Linked DNA regions of Capra hircus: region 1 is linked to region 2. Evidence: chromatin contacts called from public Hi-C data. All regions are on one chromosome and are shown on one strand. The core of a region is the stretch at or near the end of the contact, and the rest is flanking DNA. Distances in the headings are between cores, read along the strand shown.

Evidence for each region. A called contact is a pair of places that touch in the nucleus more often than the background predicts.
Region 1: a Hi-C map of blood shows a contact between it and region 2, with 13 times the contacts expected there. The contact joins two enhancer-like sites. A contact is called at or near these places in 2 of 5 Hi-C or Micro-C datasets (both in blood).

The regions. Positions count from the first base shown.
Region 1 is chr10:37,331,244-37,336,590 of ARS1.2, forward strand. No RefSeq gene overlaps it. Among named protein-coding and RNA genes, the nearest start is that of DDHD1, 120 kb to the right of the region's middle. Within about 2 kb of position 1,283, at least 1 of the 5 cell types and tissues checked has an H3K27ac peak or open chromatin away from gene starts, as enhancers often do.
Region 2 is chr10:36,292,326-36,297,822 of ARS1.2, forward strand. No RefSeq gene overlaps it. Among named protein-coding and RNA genes, the nearest start is that of CDKN3, 20 kb to the left of the region's middle. Within about 2 kb of position 2,561, at least 2 of the 5 cell types and tissues checked have an H3K27ac peak or open chromatin away from gene starts, as enhancers often do.

The DNA of each region.
Region 1 (5,347 bases), core at 33-2,532, 1.0 Mb after region 2:
TCTCACTTATGGGCAGGCATAAAACACTTAGGGAAACTGGACCTGGTACAGAAACTAGTCAGAGTAAACAAGATTAGAGGATAAGATTTCAAAAACCTGTCACCAATTTTAGCTTCCAAGCACATCACCAAAACTTAAATATTCAACAACTTAAGCAGACCCTCTCAACAACTGAGGTTAGCTTCCACAAATCCTTCTTCAGTTGACTAGCCACAGAACAAGAGCAGAATCTCACAGAGAAAAACCTCTTCTATCACCACACCCAACCAGCTTAGATCTGATCCTAATACCAAAAACCTAAAAATCAACAGAAAAGAATCCGTGTGCTTTTGGAGCCAATTCTTTTTTTTGGGTAAGATGCCTTCCTCCTACCCAAGCAAAGTGGCAGAATCCACTGAATGCTGCCTTGCACGCTCCTTGTCGTCAACCTGCCCTTTAGCAGAACACTGAATGCCCTTTTTCTGCTGTAAGACAGATACTGAATCACCGCATTATACTCTCTGACCCTGCAGGGCCGGGGTACAATATTATAATGTCAAACTGGGGTCTGAAAAGACCTTTGTGTGGGATGAGACCAGACTCTAAAGATAGCAGAGCTGCTGAGTCACTTAGGGTGATGACCACAGATGGTGCTGCTGCACTCAGCTCCCTGGGGGAAGCTGGTGTCAAAAGCCCCTGGTAACTCTCTGGGCTAATTATGGCGGGTGGGAGGGTGACCTTGGAACAAGCTGTACTTAACCCAGAGATCAGAACGCCTAAGGGAAGAAACCCAAGTTGTAAACTCTAATAAATAAAATTTTTAATTTGCTGACTTAATAAAAGCATGCTATTGCATGACAGGTAGTTCTCCTTAGAAACAGGTGCATTGTAATTTTTTTTAAATATTAAATCTAAAGAGAGTTACAGGATAGATGGCAGCCTGGAAATACGCTGATGTGTCCTGGCAGAATTTCAGACATAATGGTTTTTTTCTCTTTGTAAACCTTCCATCAGTGGGAAGGCAAACCCTGCCAAAAGTGAGGAACCCAAGCTGGAGGCGGTGAGACTCCACCACGCAGACGGTGGCCACCGGCCAAGACTCCAAGGCCAAATCGGAAACAACCACGTTGAGTTCATTAAAACAACGAAATGATCAAAGGCGTGCAAGCCTTCACAAAGGCAAAAATTAATCTGTTTAATACTTGGCTAAATTTTCATCTGTTGAAGTAAATTTGAAACGAAATTCATCAAACTCTCTCTCTTCCTGTGGAAAAATCCTTTGAGTTCCCCAGGATGTCCAGAAGATGGCAGAAGCGTTCTTTCTATTCTCGGGACCTGGTGACAGCTCTGTCTACAAAATTCATGTTGAATAAGTATATCTCGGTATAAATATACATTTGCAGGATATCAGGAATTATATCCAAACAAGAATAAGCTGAACCTCGAGTGACAATCTCATTTTGAAGGAGGCAATGTCCCAGGGGAACAGTAAGCATCAAAAAAATAAAAATTTAAAAATCCTAGCTATCAGTGAAATGGCCAAAGGAAGAACCACAGCCCAGTAAGTCAGACACTATTCATGCACCTCTCATGACCTCTGTGAAACTCACTCTTTCCCAGACCTACCCCTCTTTTTCCTCCCCTTCATTAATCCTTAAAGACTTGTGCATACTGCCCAGTTATCAGAAACCTGTAGCCTCTCCATCAAGATGATGAAGCTGGAAGATGTACAGGGAAATTCCCTACTTCAAAAACTTCTAGCCTGCCCCTGCCTCCTCCACAAGGTCAACCTACATACGCAGAGATTTATCCATTACCCTGAACATTATGAATATAGGATTCCTGTTGGACAAACTGAAGCTGGGGTAGGATCTCAGATGCCTCAATCTCCTGAGAGAACAGTGTGCAAAATATCAACACAGCCCATCGTGAGTAACACTTATTAAAAATTCATAGAAATTCATGAAAAGTCTTTCGCTATTAATTTCATGAACTGAAAACATTTATTCCAACCAGATCAAAGGAGCGGGGGGAAATGTTTTCTATGGCTCCAATTTCAGACTCCGGTATGAAATGAATCAATAGTAGCTAGGAGGAGTGAAATCAAAGATTTCCTTTTCAACAGTAATAAATCCAGTCAAGCTCTATTTGGCATGGCACTTGACATGGCTTGTAAATTCTGAAGTTGCTCAATTATGTATTTCAATAGTAATCCCTTACAAAATTAATAGGAAGTGCTAAATTAGGACAAATGGCCTCCAATGGGATCCAGATGCTTAAGCCTAGACTAGGTAGAAAGTGTGAAAAAATTAAGAACTCTCCTGATTCTCTCTCTGAGTTTCTTGGAGGAGCCAGAGTTCCTCAAGCATGGAATGTTAATACTTGGGAAGCATGTGTTATGGAGCAGCCCGAGTCCCAGCTGTGTTTATACTCCGATTCCAAAATATCTGGGCCTGGAAGGAGAACTGGTAGCGTGAGGAGGGACACGGGAGCCTGCTGGGACAGACTGATTTCAAGAGGAAAGAAAGAAACTGCTTCAACACACAGAGAATAGTATCTGTCACTCACTCTGCCTGCTTTGCAGCCCCACTCCTGAGCTTGCATCTGATTCCCAAGAGGGTGGAGAAAACGCTGAAACATGGCAACGGTGTTGGTCTCCTTTGCAGTGGTGGTTGTGTGAATGATGGTCACAACACAAAGGGCAGCAGAGTATCATTAAAAAGTCTGCAGATAACAAATACTTGAGAGGGTGTGAGAAAAGGAACTCTCCTACACTGTTGGTGGGAATGTAAATTGTGCAGTCACTATGGAGAGCAGTATGGAGGTTCCTCAAAAAACTAAAAAAAGAGTTGCCATATGATCCAGCAATTGACTTCTGGGTATAAACCAGACATAGCTATAATTGAAAAAGATACATGCATCCCTATGTTCATAGCCCCAGCACTATTCACAAGAGCCAAGACATAGAAACAACCTAAATGTTTATCAACAGAAGAATGTATAAAGAAGACATGGTACATATATACAGTGGAATATTACGCAGCCATAAAAAATGAAGTAATGCCAGTTGTTGCAACATGGATGGACTGAGAGGCTATCATACTAGGTGAAGTCAGGCACAGAAAGACAAATATCATATGATATCACTTATATGTGAAATCTAAAATATAACACAAATGAATTTATCTGTGAAACAGAAACAGACTCACAGACACGGAGAACAGTCTTGTGGTTGCCAGTAGGGAGGGGACTGAGGCAGGAGGGATTAAGAGTTTGGGATTAGCAGATGCAAACTAGTATATACAGGATGGACAAAAACAACGTCCAACTGTATAGTACAGGGAACTACCCAGTATCCTGTGATAAACCATAATGGAAAAGAATATGAAAAAGAATATGAATATATATATATAACTGAATCACTTTTCTATAGAACAGAAGTTAACACAACATTTTAAATCAACTATACTTCAACAAAATAAATTTTTAAAAAAAGAAGAAGAAGGGAAACAGTGGCCTTGGGCAGTGTCAAGGCTGACACCACCACCTTCAGTCTGAGGGCTGGCAGTCCCCACAGGAACACCTTGTCTCTGCGGGGAGAGGGATACCTGTGGCACCACTGCCTTTGCCATTGGTGGGAAGGCGGCATCAGCACTGAATGAAACCACATGCCAGAGACCCAGTGTAGGAAGAAGAAAACAGCAGACCTCATGCGGTGACCGAAGAATTAGTCCCCAGAGTACTTGATTATCGTAGGTTGAAGAACAAGCCCTCCAAAGACGCCCAAGTCGTAGTCTCCAGAGCCTGTGAATATATTACCTTACGTAGTAAAATGGAGTTTACAGATGTGATTAAGTAAAGGATCTTGAGATGGAAAGATTCTCCTGGAGTATTTTGGTGGGTCCAATGTAATCACAAAAGTACTTACAAGAGAAAGGCAGGACAGTCCGAATCAGAGATATAACAATAGAAACAGAGGGCAGAGAGAGAGATCTAAAGGTGTTACATTGCTGGCTTTAAAGATGGAGAACACACCCCCCAACGCACACACCACCCACCCCCAGCCCAAGCCAAGGAATGCAAGTAGCCTTTAGGAGTTTAAAAAAAAAAAAGGCAAGGAAACTGCTTCTCCCATAGAGACTTTGGAGCGAGCATTGCCCTGTGGCCCATCTGGGCAACGGAACAACAGTAACTATTTGTCAGAGCAGCAACAGAGAAATTATATACCAGTGATACAAGGAGATCAAAAGAGTCAATCCTAAAGGAAATCAGTCCTGAATATTCATTGGAAGGACTGATGCTGAAGCTGAAGCTCCAACACTTTGGCCACCTGATACGAAGAACTGACTCATTGGAAAAGACCCTGATACTGGGAAAGATTGAAGGCAGGAGGAGCAGGGGACGACAGAGGATGATGTGGTTGGATGGCATCACTGACTCAATGGACACGAGTTTGAGCAAGCTCTGGGAGTTGACGGCTGGGAAAGCCTGGTGTGCTACAGTCCATGGGGTCACAAAGAGTCGGACACAACTGAGCAACTGAACTGAACTGAATTGATACACTCTTTTAAGAGCTTTCAGAATCATCTGTGACAACATGGAAGCTCAGATTCCCAGAGGACAAGGGGAAAAGAGCCAGAAGTTTGGGGAGCCAGTCTCATTTGATCTGTGGGAACAGGGCATACAGGTTAGGATGGGGTAGACGAGGTCCACGGGTCTGCTTTATACACCACAGTCCCCTAAGTGAACACCTCACCTTAGATCTCACCTGGAATCTTCATCCAAAGCATCAACACCTGCCTTCTGCAACACTCTTAATATTCCAGATGAAAACATGCATTACTTTGCTATCATCCCTTCCCTTCAAAAACTTCTGAAAGGCAGGATGTGCCTTGAATACCTCAAAAGATACCACATATATCCATTAGTTAGTTCCCAAGTCATTTGAAACTCTGGGACCAAAGTCTATCCCTATCTGTTGCATACTAATAATGTAGCATTTCTCAGCCACTTGCTCTAGATTGCAGTCCAACCCTTAAAAGCATTCTGCTGACTAGACGTTTCAGAAACATCTTTAGAGGTTTGTTCTATGACTATAGAAGAAATCCAGCCCGTCCCGCTGAGGCTCAAGATTCTCTTTTCAGCCAGGTCATCGTTAAAAATGGAGGCCTATTTTTCAGGACCCAGAAAAGTATTTGAGTTGGCTTGACTTATTCAGTACTTTCTGCCAAATGAACCAGTTGTTTCTTCCCAAAAATCAAATGTGTCTTTGATCTGAAAAATATGTACATCCTCCTATTAGTAGTTATTACAGTACATTTTGCTGATATCCAACTCTATTATCTCTGCTAACAATAGAGACCAGAAA
Region 2 (5,497 bases), core at 1,311-3,810:
GCTTCCTGGCTGAGCCTGCCTTAGGAGAGCAGACATGGTTTCACATCATTTGAGAAGGGTTTGGAAGTTCGCCAGGAGGTAGAGAGAGAGCAGGTGGGCCGGAAGGGTCTCTTGGTCGGAAGACCAGCCGTGGTGAGAGTCTGTGCCATGTGGCTGGGGACCAGATGGGATTTCAGCCCCCTCAACAAATGCTGGCCTGGAGGGTCATCCATCAGAGCTGAGGACCAGATGGGGCTGAATATCTCAGCGGAAGCCAGTGCAGGGCGGACGATGGTGACAAGGGTCGAATGCCTTCTGCAGGTGTCATGATGCTGCACGAGCCCCATGAGCTTGGAAATCACCCAGGGAAAAGGAGGGGGAGGATCAAGTCCAGACTGAATTTAAACTTGAAATAACTAAATGTCTTCGGGAGCCAGGAGTATGATTTCTGCCAGCAGGTGGAATTGAAGCTTGAGATAGAGAATATGCAGAGAAGACTTACTAGTCTCTCTGGACCTCAGTCTTTTCATCTGGCAAAGAGAAGGGCCATTCAGAGTCCCTCCTTCAGAGGGTTATTGTGAGGGTTAAATGAATTGATAGGTGCACAGCACTTAGAATGGTGCCTGCCACACAGCCAACCACAAATATTAGCTCTCATTATCTGCGGAATGGACACATATGCAAATACATACCTCAAGCAAACAAGCCGAAAGACAGAAAGTGATGGGAATATAAAGACAATGCTTGCCACCTTTTCCTATTGTAGGGCTGTGCTTCTGTGCAAGTGAACTAGGAAATTGGAGTTCCTGCCCTTTGGAGCTTTCAGTTTATGAAGCAATCAAACTTCTGACAATTCCTACTACTGTTGCTCAAGCTGAATTATTAGTAAATGTTGACTGCATGCTAAATGAATTCAGACAGTGGCACTGACAAGGCTGGCTTGCATTTCAGGCATGGTTTTTAGGTCTTTGCATGTGGAGGGTGCTGGGATCTCCCCATCAACTTTGTGCATTTATGGGCTTAACTTTATTAATATACCAACATTGGGTAGTCTTCCTGTGACCCCTTCTCTTACTTTTTCTCCATTTTTCTCTATTAGATATTACACATAAAAATATTTCCTGTTCAGTCAACCTTTTTAGTAGTTTAAAAGATTTATTGGTCAATTTCATAATACTGTATCATTGTAAGTGTTATTGCTAGGAATCAGTAGCCAAAATGTGATAAAGTTTTCCTTGTGGCTTCCTGGATTATTCCTACTTTGTCCATCCTAACAGTTTAAGGATTTATAACCATATTATTTTTTTCACCTTTCACAATTCTGTAGTCACAGTTAGTGTCTATCAGTGTCTATTATAGTCCTGTACTATTGGCTTTCAGCCAGCTAATTACTGTTGGAGTGATGTGCAGAGAACTGGCCGCTTTCCTGAGTACTAGCTGCAGCCTTTCTCAATCATCCTGCTTCCCTGTTCCTCACGATTTTCAGGCAGTCATGGTTTTCTTATTTTGTACTCATTATGCAGAAGTTTAAAACTTAGCCCTGTGAAAGGAGCTGAGTGCCTGGTCTGTTTTCTGCCACCCAAACCAAATAAACCTGTAAACGTATAAAGTCTTAAAAAAAAAGTCCACATTACATTGGGAAAAAAATTTTTCCCCCTGATACTGCATCTCCTTTAGGAAATAACCAGACTGGAGGCCTTTGCAGAGCTTAAGTTAGGCCCTTATTCATTAGGATGGTGTTGCACTGATTTTGGAGAGTGCATTACAGAGTCCAGATGCTGCTTCTTTCTGTCTTAATTAGGTGTGTGTGTTGGGGGTGGGGTGTGAGGGGAAGATCACCCTTTCTTCCAAAATACTCATGTTTTTCTCCCATGTTAAAATTCATTCATGACTAAATCATTATAGAGAAGCCTTTGGAAACCTTTTTATTCTGGAGAGTTCTAGGTACAAACACATCCTCCAATGGGATGAATACCAGGCTCCCTTGTCTTTCAAGGGAGAAGGATGTGCTAGGTAATGAGCCAAAAGGCAGGACTCTGCAGGCTTTTTTAGCTCAGACAAAAGCAAACATGAGGATGGGGAGAAGCGCTCCAAAGGCTGCGGCAGGTTGCTCTCAGGAATAGAGAATCAGTCATTTATTTTTAAGCCTTCTATCAACAAGCCTCTATATGATTGTCACTGTTTCTTTTTTTCCCCAGCTTTATTGATATATAGCTGTGTATATATATATATATATATAAATTTTTTTTTTTTAAAGCTGTTTTTGACCCTCAGCACTGGGTAATGGAAATAAGCTACAATTAAGTCCAGCTTCATAAGACAATGCAAGACTCAATAAGGAGAAATTGTTGTCTTTTCTTTTTTTCTTTTCTTAGCACTGTCCTCACTCTGCTTCCCAAATTGCTTTCACTTGGGCAGGAGAGCCCACGGGAGCAAGGTCCCTCCCGCAGCTTGCTGGCTGTGGAGCTAAGCGCCACTGGAATGCAGGGCTGTGAAAACCCGGGCTGGGCCGTCGGCCTGATGGGAAGCCCGGAGCTGCTTGCTGAATTATTACTCCATTCTCAGCCAAAGCAGCGGGAGGCGAGATGATGAGTGAGGGAAAGAGCCCGTGGACTCCAATGTGGGCTGAGGGAACCAAAACAAACACAGAGAAGACAGGCCAATATTTAAATCTGTTTAAAGGATGGAGCATGCAGGAATGTTTGACTCTATTTTGTCTAGCGAACAGATTTCATTTCTTAATAGCCAGGCTAGTTGGCGGAAACCAGCATTGGGAAGGGAACTGTTTTCCTGCCCCTTTGCCCATGCCTCTTGCGGCTCTCAGGGACATCCCCCCCTTTCTTTTTTGGTACTTAGGATGGCCTGCAAGTTGTAGACTAAGTCAGGTTCTGAATGTGTATGCCTGGTACATCCCCCTGTTGTTTCCCTTTCTGGAATAAACTTTGCCTAAGAAAACTGGGGGCGAGGAGAAGACCATGGAGGCTGCAATCAAAGCATTTCACAAATTCTAATTTTCCAGTTTCCAGGCTGCTCATGGCACCCCACTCCAGCACTCTTGCCTGGAAAATCCCATGGTCGGGGGAGCCTGGTAGGCTGCAGTCCTTGGGGTCGCGAAGAGTCGGACACGACTGAGCGAGTTCACTTTCACTTTTCGCTTTCATGTATTGGAGAAGGAAATGGCAACCCACTCCAGTGTTCTTGCCTGGAGAATCCCAGGGACGAGGGAGCCTGGTGGGCTGCCATATATGGGGTCGCACAGGGTTGGACACGACTGAAGCGACTTAGCAGCAGCAGCAGCAGGCTGCTCAGCCCCAGTTGAACAGCATTAATTTGGACACAGAGCCTTTCCTCAGTCCCTTTCCAGCTGTTGAATGTGCTTTTCTCTGGGTGGTGGTGGTTTTTTTTTTAATCCCTCCCTTGGATATTTTTTTAAATGATTTTTTTTTTTTTAATGACTGCACAGCGTCCTGTGGTGAAAGTGCTGTGTCCTAACCACTGGATCGCCAGGGAATTCCCTGATTTTGTTCTTTTATTTTTTTTACCACCTCTAACAGATCTTCATTCTTCCTGTATCGCCCCACTTTCCCACTCCAGACCCCCCTCTCAGACTCCCACTGCATTTTCAAACATGTCCTGACATGTTCAGCTGCAGTTGCCAGCTTTCCCCCAGCCTCCTGCCACTGTCACTGGCCAGGGGAAGCCAGTCGTGTACCTCCTTGATCTGCTGTTTTATGACAAGTGGAAAATTCTGAAAGAGATGCGAATACAAGACCATCTGACCTGCCTCTTGAGAAATCTGTATGCAGGTCAGGAAGCAACAGTTAGAACTGGACATGGGACAACAGACTGGTTCCAAATAGGAAAAGGTGTACGTCAAGGCTGTATATTGTCACCCTGCTTATTTAACTTCTATGCAGAGTACATCATGAGAAACGCTGGGCTGAAGGAAGCACCGGACTGGAAGAAACACCAGCTGGAATCAAGATTGCCGGGAGAAATATCAATCACCTCAGATATGCAGATGACACCACCCTTACGGCAGAAAGTGAAGAGGAGCTAAAAAGCCTTTTGATGAAAGTGAAAGTGGAGAGTGAAACAGTTGGCCTAAAGCTCAACATTCAGAAAACAAAGATCATGGCATCTGGTCCCATCACTTCAAGGGAAATAGAGGGGAAACAGCAGAAACGGTGTCAGACTTTATTTTTTTGGGCTCCAGAATCACTGCAGATGGTGACTGCAGCCATGAAATTAAAAGACGCTTACTCCTTGGAAGAAAAGTTATGACCTACCTAGATAGCATATTCAAAAGCAGAGACATTACTTTGCCAACTAAGGTCCATCTAGTCAAGGCTATGGTTTTTCCTGTGGTCATGTATGGATGTGAGAGTTGGACTGTGAAGAAGGCTGAGCGCCGAAGAATTGATGCTTTTGAACTGTGGTGTTGGAGAAGACTCTTGAGAGTCCCTTGGACGGCAAGGAGATCCAACCAGCCCATTCTGAAGGAGATCAACCCTGGGATTTCTTTGGAAGGAATGATGCTAAAGCTGAAACTCCAGTACTTTGGCCACCTCATGCGAAGAGTTGACTCATTGGAAAAGACTTTGATGCTGGGAGGGATTGGGGGCAGGAGGAGAAGGGGACGACCGAGGATGAGATGGCTGGATGGCATCACGGACTTGATGGACGTGAGTCTGAGTGAACTCCGGGAGATGGTGATGGACAGGGAGGCCTGGCATGCTGTGATTAATGGGGTTGCAAAGAGTCGGACATGACTGAGCGACTGAACTGAACTGAATACTTTTCAGTGACTGGATGGATACCAAGTATTTTAATGAATACTAGATGATCATTCAAACACATATTCTGTCCTTACAATAACATAATAAGATGGAATGTTGGTTAACAGCGTGTGTGTGTATACACACACCCTCATTTTGGTCTATGAGGAGACCTTATTACCCAAAAAGGACACAGAGACAAATCTCTGTTTGCTATGATTGTTCCAGAAAGTTGCCACTTTCACTTTCTTTTTATATCTTTCACTTTAAGGAGCGTGTTGGAGAACCTAGTTTATCATGGGTGGCATGGGGTTCTAGGATGGTAATTTTTCAGTCACGCTATTAATGAAAGTAGACACGGTTCAGGCTTAGTTCATGGTTCAGGCTTAGTTCCTTCAATAGTAGAAAGCAATCTAGGCTCATAACTGTAGAGGGCGCTCATGTCTTAATAATAGCATTGCCATTGTCACTAGAAGCAGCAACCAGGTGGTGGGAAGAGAGCATCTTTTTATTACTAGACTATTTTATGGGAAAGGATATAAGGCACGTTTGATTTTCATATTATCCGTCTAATTTGTTTTTCTTATGAATAAACTCATCTTCTAATTTGCATCCTTTGGTTACAGTTTTGTTAAAAGTGCATGAGCCCTGCCCAGTGAGAATTCACCTCTTCAATATTTCATACCTTGTGTTGCTTCTGCCCCTTGGCAACTGGTACCGTGTGTGCAGGGAGCTATAGG